Linked DNA regions of Mus musculus: all the other regions are linked to region 3. A link is a contact called in public HiChIP or PLAC-seq and promoter capture Hi-C data. All regions are on one chromosome and are shown on one strand. The core of a region is the stretch at or near the end of the contact, and the rest is flanking DNA. Distances in the headings are between cores, read along the strand shown.

Region 1 (2,700 bases), core at 102-2,601, 1.0 Mb after region 3:
GTGTAAGGAATGCATGGGTGTGCCAGGATCCTTCCTATAGGAATTCGTGATGGAATAAATGCTTGCAAAGCAAAGAAAGTTTCTATCATCGAGAGAGAGGTGGATACAAGATGTGGAAAACAGTTTTATAGGTTAAAAAAAAAAGTACAACTTCGCCTTTTAATTAAGCAGTTCCTGTGCCTAATCAAAGGCTGGCAACCCCAATACCACCAGAGCCCAGCCTCCATCTGTTTTCACCTGAGGGTTGGCAGCCATGATGGTGTAGTTCCCATCGTCGTCTAGGGTAGAGGCCGTGGTGTGGAGAGAGCAGGTCCCATCAAGGTCTCTCTGAATGGTGTAGTGATCGCTCTTCGGAGAAATCTGCTTCCCATCTTTAAACCAATAGATCTGTGGAAGGAAACAAGGAGGCAGACTGAGAATGCGCTCTTCCCCGTCAGCTGCTATAACAGTGCCCAGTCTGCAGAGGGCACTGTGAAAACCCGGCAAACCAGCATCTTCGCAGGAGACTGAATTGTGAGCAACACAAGCAGGAACAGCAAAATTCAACTTCCTTTTAGTTTTTAAAAGTTGTGTGTGCTGCGTGCGTGTGTGCGTGCGTGTGTGCGCACTTGTAGAGGCTGGAACCAGGCACCGGGTCTCTTGGAGCTGGAGTTGGGCTGTGAGCCACGTGACGAGGGTGCAGTAAGTGCTGCTGGTTAGGATTCCCTTTCAAACCACATGGTTTCCCACTGTCATTTTCTTCTTGTAACCAAAAGCGGGGTCGGGGGAGCTGCCTGATTGTTGACAGAAGCCTACTTTAACCCCTTATGTTTTAAAATAATTTCTTCTTTAAAATAGATATACACGAAATTTGAGAACACAAACTGACATACTAATCCAACTCCAAAGCATTTGAATCTGAAAGGGCTAGGGCGAGGGTGCCTTCCATCTTTAGAACCCATGTGGCAGGAGAGAAGTGACTCCCATGGGTTGTCCTCTGACCTCCTTGTGTGCTCTGTCAAATGTCTCCCCAGAAAACGGAAAAGCTTTTTCTAAAGTTCCAAGTTTTATAAGGTAATGGGACAGGTGTAATATTAAAGGTGTCTAGCTAGGAGACAGAACCAGCTGGAGGGGGAAAGAACGCAGGGAAGGAATGAGCACGATAGAACTCGTTGCTGAGTGTGTTCACCTAAATATTAGTGAAAAACCTTCCGTCCATTTCCTCCCACTGGGAAAAGACTGGACACATTTAGTCCTGAATATTAGACTCTTACTGCCATAGTTTTTCTAACTCCCCCTTTTTCGCTTGAGGCAGGGTTTCACTATGAGCCCCTGGCTGGCTCAAAATTCACTATGTAGATGAGGCTGGCCTTGACCTCACAGAGATCTGTCTGCCTTTGCTCCCGAGTGCCGAGATTAAGGGTGTGAGCCACCGCACCTGGTTTTCTAACTCCATTTTTTTTTTTTAAAGTCAGATCCAAGATATGAAAACTGTGTTATGCAGTAATCACCAGAATTAGATTAACTTTTGGCTCTAAAATTAAATTATAAGGCATGATCTCTCCTAGTCATACATTTTTAGTGATTTGATTATTTCTGATGAAACAAAAGTGTAACTAGAGGATTTCTCCCTCCTCCATTGCTTTTTTTCCTTATATCAGTCCTTAAAAAGTGATTTATTTTTTCATTTTTTGGCTTACCTTTGGCTTTGGATTCCCAGCCACTCGACACGTGAAAGTCACCGGCATCCCCTCAAAGATCTTGTAGTGTTTCAGCTTCATCTCAAAGAAGGGAGCTGTTGCGTTCTCCACAGGCACATCTGGATCCTGCACCTCGTCTCCCGACTCATCCACAGGGGAGCGCTCCAGCCGGTACTCAATCTCGCTAATCAGCCTCTGCTCGCAGCTAGAGACTTTGTACTCCTGGGCCAGACACAGAGGTCCGAGTCAGCATCTCCTGAGACACACCTCCCTTGCTAACAAACCGCGGGAGGGTGGGGGGAGGGGAACGCAGGGAGGTGGGGGGAGGGGTGCAGTTTTTTTTTTTTTTTTTTTTTTTTTTTTCAGTGAATCATGATCCGGGCTCAATACAATTTCATAGGCTAGCAGAAAGCATCTGGAGTTGAGTTTGTGTGATATTTAAAATCATCTTAAAGTCCTATTCTCAAAATAAAACAAACAAACAAAAGCCACACAAATAAATAAGCAAGCAAACACCGACTACTTTTCTTGGAAGGGGTGGGGAGGAACAGTTGAAAATAAGAAGGGAAGGCTATCTACTCTACACTCCTAGGAAGCAGACACTGTGGGTAAAAACCATGTGGGTGCTACGTCCCTCCAGAAGGCTATCTGTGCACGGGCGAGCAACTTCAGTGGTGCACAGAATTTTCTCAAATGAAGAAGGGGGAAGTCAGCACCACGTTTTTCTCCATTTACTTTACACAATACACATATAGCATACGGGCTCCCCCCTTGATCGGCAGCCCATCTCTTAAGCAAAAGCAAGATTGCTAGCACATTTCACTCACACACAGAAGCAACAGCAAGGCTCTAACATTACATGTCAGTGTTTAGGGCGGAGCCTGAAGCTTCCTGCCTGCAAATTATCATGAGCACAAGATATTCCCAGGCATATTCCCAGGGTCACAGTAAGTAGGAGATGTTTGTGCTGTTCTGTTTTGAGACAGGGTCTTGCTATGTAGCCTAGTCTGACCTTCAGTTT
Region 2 (2,700 bases), core at 110-2,609, 1.4 Mb after region 3:
AACATGTTGGAAACTCTGACAGGTGGACTCCAAGGTCCAGCGTCTCCGCAAACATCCTCCTTGAGCTCTGAACTCTGTCCCTTCTCCTCCACTCCCTCTTGTGTATGTCTAGGATCTGCACTCCCAAGTGAGGAATGGGGATGTGAGTGAGTCTCTCTCTCCCTCTCTCTCTCTCTCTCTCTCTCTCTCTCTCTCTCTCTCTCTCTCTGTGTGTGTGTGTGTGTGTGTGTGTGTGTGTGTATGTGAACTGGTGCTTGTAAGTCACATTTTGGGATTGTTGAAGTGCGTCCTTGGGCAGAGACCTACAGTGAAGCTGTCTATCTTTTGGTCAGACTAAGAAAGTAGAGAAAGCAGCACATTCCACCCGGTGGGGTTAGAAGACCTCTTGTATGTGATACAGATCTTCAGGGGTTCAAGTATATGTCTTGCAATTCTGCTGCGTTACTATTTTAGTCTAAGCCAGCTAGCTGACTTCCAGCTCTGAAATCTCCATTTCCTCTTCCAACCCTGGTTGCATACTTACAGAGAAGTCTTCCTGTGGATTGCTTTCTGCCTTTGAACAATACACTGGATCTCTCATTAATTGTCCTTCAGTGCACTTGTTATCTGGATTGAAGTCTCTCCCCTTCTCTCTACTGCAATCTCCTTTCCTGCCCTTGTAAGGGCAGAGATCTGATAGGCAACCTACAGGCACAATCCCTTTTAAGGCAGTTTATGGTTTATCTGGAAATATTCTTTAAAGATTTGTGACATCTGATTTTATTTGTTCTAGTTGGTGCTTTGAGATATTTGTTATTCCCGATGATTTACACTTTTATGTTTTTAAAGTAAAGTTTAAAAATTATTTTAAATTATGTGTATGTCTTTGTGTGTGTGTGTCTCTCTCTCTCTCTCTCTGTGTGGGGTCTGTTCATTTAAGTGCAGGTATCTGTGGAGGCTAGGGGCACTGTATCCTCCTGGAGCTGGCAATACAGCTGGTTGTGAACCACCTGATGTTGGTACTGGGAGCAGAATCCCAGTCCTCTGGAAGAGTAGCAAGTTTTCTCAACTGCTGTGTAAACTTCCAGCCCTTACATTTTTGTTTTTATTCTTAATTCCCAAGATTGTATATCACTATAATCTGCCAAATTGGTGTGTATGGTGTAGACTGAGAAGGTGAACCTGCTAGTAAAGGTGTGCTCACTCCACTTTTCAAAGCCAAGTATGTTCATCTCAAAGTATCCTCCAGGGACCCCTTGTCTGTGGTCGAGCTAGTCCCTCTAATTCTGGGATAGGGAGGGAAAAAAAGTCTAACCAATAAAAATGTTGTGCCTTTAGGAGATCTAGAAAGTAAACTGTTTCTAACTCATGTTAAAATTGTTTGTTGCATGAAATTACAGAACCAGCAAGGAATGGAGAGATGACTCAGCAGTTAGGAGCATTTGCTGGACCTGCAGAGGACCCAGTTTCATTCCTGCCATCAATACCAAAACGCTCACAAACAACTTTAACTCCATTTGCAAAGGTTCTGGCACCCACTTCTGACTTCTTTAGGCACTGCACACACACAGTGAATATACAGACAAACAAGCCTACACAAACATGGATAAAATTTAAAGATCTAAAAATCAAAAGGCTATCGCAGCATGTAGGAAAAACGGGAAGTTCAACTTAGGACATTTAGCCTTTGGAGGCTCAGCCATGGAGACAAAGTTCAACTGGGAACTCCGGCTATTATCTGCTACATGCTATGAGCAGCCAGTTAAAGGATATGAGCTCTATCTGTTGTTATTTGTTATTTTCATTTGGAAGATCACCGCAGTGGACACTCTGCCTGGAGACTCTTTCTGTTGGGACTGCCAGCTGTTTGCTTTATAGGGGATTCCCTAGTTCATTTGTGCTGGATGGTTTGTGTTCCTACTTTGATGATATTCTGCCATCTTTCTGCAACTTGCCGTTATCCTTTTACATTGGCTTGCTGTACAGTCACTATGCTGACTTACTCAAAGCTAGAAATGTGGCTACTGTAGAGTATCCTTTATACTGCACAGTCTTCCTTCCCCGGGCACACCAAACCTTGCTCTACTCCAGTGCTTTGCATATTTAGACTTTAGGATTTTGCAAGCCTGTTCTGTTCTTACCACATGGGTTTAATCTCTTTCTTGCGGGTACATTCTTTTCCGGTAAGAATCTTTGTAACACTTTTCCTAGTAGTATGTACATTATCTAAGTGCAGCAGTCTGCTCGTATCCTCATAATATGGTTATCACCAAGCATAACCCATAGCAGATACACAATAGCTGTTGAGTTTCCTGCTTTCTTCTCTTTCTTACTTAGCAGTCTTGCTGGATTTTTGAGAACTAACCCTATTTTTCTATCCTTTCTCTCTCTCGTTCTCTCTCTCTTTCTCTCCATCCATCCATCTATCTTTTATTTATTTATTTAGGGATAGGGTTTCACTATGTAGCCCTAAGTGGCCTGGAATCTCTATGTAGACTAAGCTGGCTTTTCACTCAGAACTGTGCATATCTCTGCCTCTCAAGCTATCCCACTTCCTAGTGGTATTTCACATGTCCTATTTATTTCATTACATTTTCACATTAATAAATGGCTTTGTGCTTTTTAATCCCTGGATTGCTGCAGACCTAAACATTGCTTAATAAGTATATGTGAAATGAAGACATGTCAATCATTCATTTACATCATGAAAACGTATTAGTC
Region 3 (2,700 bases), core at 14-2,513:
TTTTTTTTTAAAGAATCTTTATTTCATGATTTGATGGTCTTAGAGTCTATGCCTCGTGCTCTGTCTTCAGAGTGTACGAGTGCAGGAAGAGGCTGGCCTCCAACACTGAGAAGTCAGGCTATCTGTGGCACGTATTATTTTTAGAGTCAGAATGGTTATAACTCCAAAGCCCCTCTTGCCAGCCCGAGGACCATCCTCTTGGATGCAAAGTCCTTGCCTGACACAGCTAGTTTAAGCTACAGTGGTCAAATAAAGCTGACACCTCAAACGTCATGAGATGTCCTGTTCCCAGGGACAAGCTTGAACCCTGAGTTTTCAGCTGTTCTTTATTAATTTTGGAATTCACTCACTATATGGCCCAGGCACCTCAGCTTCCAAAAGTACTCCTTGAGCGATTCATTCACCGCTCCCTCCTTTAAATAACTGTGAACTTAAGACAGTTTCTCTTTGTATGGTCATCAACCAGGTAATTTCATACTCGATAATCGCTTTATCTTCACCATACCCAACACACTTTCAACCGAGCACTTACACAGTGGAAGCTTTGGAACTCAGTGGGAGAAGAGGCTGAGAATCGAGGAGACTGCAGATTTAGTCTTCAAATTTGGGGTTGGGAGTAACTATCCCCACTTACTCTACCGGGCTTCTACTTTGTAAAGTTACCTGAATTCATCTGGGTCCCCTTGAAGATTTGGGGGGTGGGGGTGAGAGAGGGAAGGGAAAGAGAGACAGAAAGGGACAGAGAGATAGAGAGAGACAGGGAGAGACAGAGAGACAGACACCTTGATACTGAGAAACAAGGCTAAGCACCTATTATAATGCCTGCTGCAATGGAATAAAACTACCACCAGAGGGTACTAAAGGACCAGGATCCTGAGATACCATCAGCTTCCAGAGGCTCATTTCAAAGATCTGAAGGGGAGGGTTTGGGGGGCTGGCCAATAGCAAAGCTGTGCTGCGAGGCTCTGAGCAGTTGCGAGACTCTGAGCAGCAAGGTCAAGAATCCACGCTGCGTTTATGTGAATTCGGGCACCGATCCCTGTTGTTATCGTGCATCACAGCAGGGCCTAGCGGTTTTCGTCTCTCCAAGCCCATCCCTGACCAGTGACTTGGGCTGCCTGTGGTCAGCTGCCATAGGCCGGCCGGCGGGGCGGGAGAGGGCACCCGGGTCAGCCACTGCCCCTCTGTGGATGGACTTTGTCCCTTCTGCCTCCTGACCCGGGTCTATTTAGATCTCAGACACCTACCGCAGCCGGTAGGCAGGCAGATTGGGTGGCACTACACAGGGACAGCTAACAGTGCATCCCGAGTGACTGGCTTTCTGAATCCTGCTCCACGCGACCAGCAGAGACATGAATTACTCACGGTTCCTCACTGCAACGAGCCTGGCCAGAAAGCCATCTCCCATCAGAACTACAGGTGAAAAACAAAGCCAGAGCCCTCCCTGCTCTGCAAGAGTGGAGTTTTCTTAGCGGAAGCTCTGCATGGTGCCCTGTTTTGGCGCTCACCGCTAGGGTTTGTGCCCATTCATTCAAGTGTGAAGACAACCTGTGAGCATTAGTGAAGGAGGAGTTATTTAACTTTTGTTCACTAAGAGCTTGGCTTGGAAGGCAAGGCAAGGCAGTGAGTATTTTTGCTGAGGTGTTGGAGATGAGCCAAAGGGCCAAGCATGAGGCACATCTTTCAAGCCAGCTGTAGAGAAAGGCTCTTAAAGGACTGGGGAATGGGACCCAGAGGTGGAGTTGGGACACACACAGGTATTGGGCAACAGGGAAAAAGGCCTTCTGCTGCTGGGGCCCTCTCCATTTTTCTTCGCCATCTGCATTCTTGGATTCCTCCCCCAGTGAGAAAGTCTAGAAAAATTTACTTTGTATTTATTTCAGACTAGCATTCAGTCTTAGCCCAGTATGCTGCTTTGTCAGACTAGAGGAGAGGAGTGGTAATTTAATAAACAGCAAGAATGTTCTGTCGGCTCTGGAGACTGCCATGCCCAACATCAGGTACCCAGTGAGGACAAATCCAAATAAATGATGCTTCTCGCTGCAGCTCGGTCTCTTCTGTAAGAACACTAATTCCATTTCTGACGGCAGAGTTTTTAATGATCTAATCCCATCTTTAATATAGCATATCAAGTACTAGAGTCGAGTATAGGACTTGGTCAGGGACATTAATGTTCAGACCACAGGACGGTGGACACATTTTTTTTCTTCTTTTTGTGTTTATCATAGCGGACATACTGAGCAAAGCACCAAAAACCCTCATCTCCCTGGCTCCTGGATCTCCAAACCCGAGCATGTTCCCCTTTAAGTCAGCTGCCTTCACTGTGGAAAACGGAAGCACCATCCGGTTTGAAGACGACTTGATCAAAAGGGCCCTCCAATACTCTCCAAGCTATGGGTAAGTAAGTGACCAATAGACGGTAGAATTCTATTGGTTCATTTTTAAATGCCATTGATGATGTGACTGAGATCTTTTGTTAATGGGGTGTACAATGACTGGGGAAGTTGGGAGAAGACTTTAAAATATTAAAAGCAAAATCAGTACTAAATGCTTCACACACCCCAGTGATGAGCTTTCAACCTTAAGTGACTGGGAGAGCCAGAGAAACATCTACAAGGAAGTCCCATTTGAGCTGAGTATGATACTGAAAAGAACAGTGGGAAGAGCATCACAGTGGGAAGAAAGGAAATGTATAGAACA

What was found. Promoter capture Hi-C pulls out the DNA fragments that hold promoters and counts their contacts. HiChIP or PLAC-seq counts read pairs in DNA pulled down with a chosen protein or histone mark.
Region 1: a contact with region 3 is called in an H3K27ac HiChIP or PLAC-seq map of embryonic stem cells, with 5 times the contacts expected there. The contact joins the enhancer-like site here to the promoter of Aadat in region 3. A contact is called at or near these places in 8 of 39 promoter capture datasets (the C10 cell line, cranial neural crest, frontonasal cranial neural crest and 5 more), 1 of 15 datasets of contacts at CTCF or cohesin (embryonic stem cells), 4 of 484 Hi-C or Micro-C datasets (the C2C12 cell line, the G1E-ER4 cell line, the N1E-115 cell line and 1 more), 3 of 115 datasets of contacts at active chromatin or transcription factors (embryonic stem cells and stem cell-derived neural progenitor cells) and 1 of 9 other capture datasets (adipose tissue).
Region 2: a contact with region 3 is called in a promoter capture Hi-C map of hippocampal neurons, with 6 times the contacts expected there. The contact joins the promoter of 4930512H18Rik here to the promoter of Aadat in region 3. A contact is called at or near these places in 4 of 39 promoter capture datasets (the HPC-7 cell line, embryonic stem cells, hippocampal neurons and 1 more).

The regions. Positions count from the first base shown.
Region 1 is chr8:61,531,675-61,534,374 of GRCm38.p6, forward strand. It overlaps Palld (palladin, cytoskeletal associated protein), which reads right to left. Exons shown (of 22, transcript NM_001293772.2): 15 at 1,680-1,901; 16 at 238-387. Among named protein-coding and RNA genes, the nearest start is that of Cbr4, 45 kb to the left of the region's middle. Within about 2 kb of position 1,352, at least 10 of the 459 cell types and tissues checked have an H3K27ac peak or open chromatin away from gene starts, as enhancers often do. A contact at or near this core is called in the N1E-115 cell line and embryonic stem cells, where this site is marked.
Region 2 is chr8:61,909,446-61,912,145 of GRCm38.p6, forward strand. It overlaps 4930512H18Rik (a long non-coding RNA gene), which reads left to right and starts at 1,360. Exons shown (of 3, transcript XR_870457.3): 1 at 1,360-1,504.
Region 3 is chr8:60,504,861-60,507,560 of GRCm38.p6, forward strand. It overlaps Aadat (aminoadipate aminotransferase), which reads left to right and starts at 1,264. Exons shown (of 13, transcript NM_011834.2): 1 at 1,264-1,419; 2 at 2,229-2,397. The coding sequence starts at 1,353.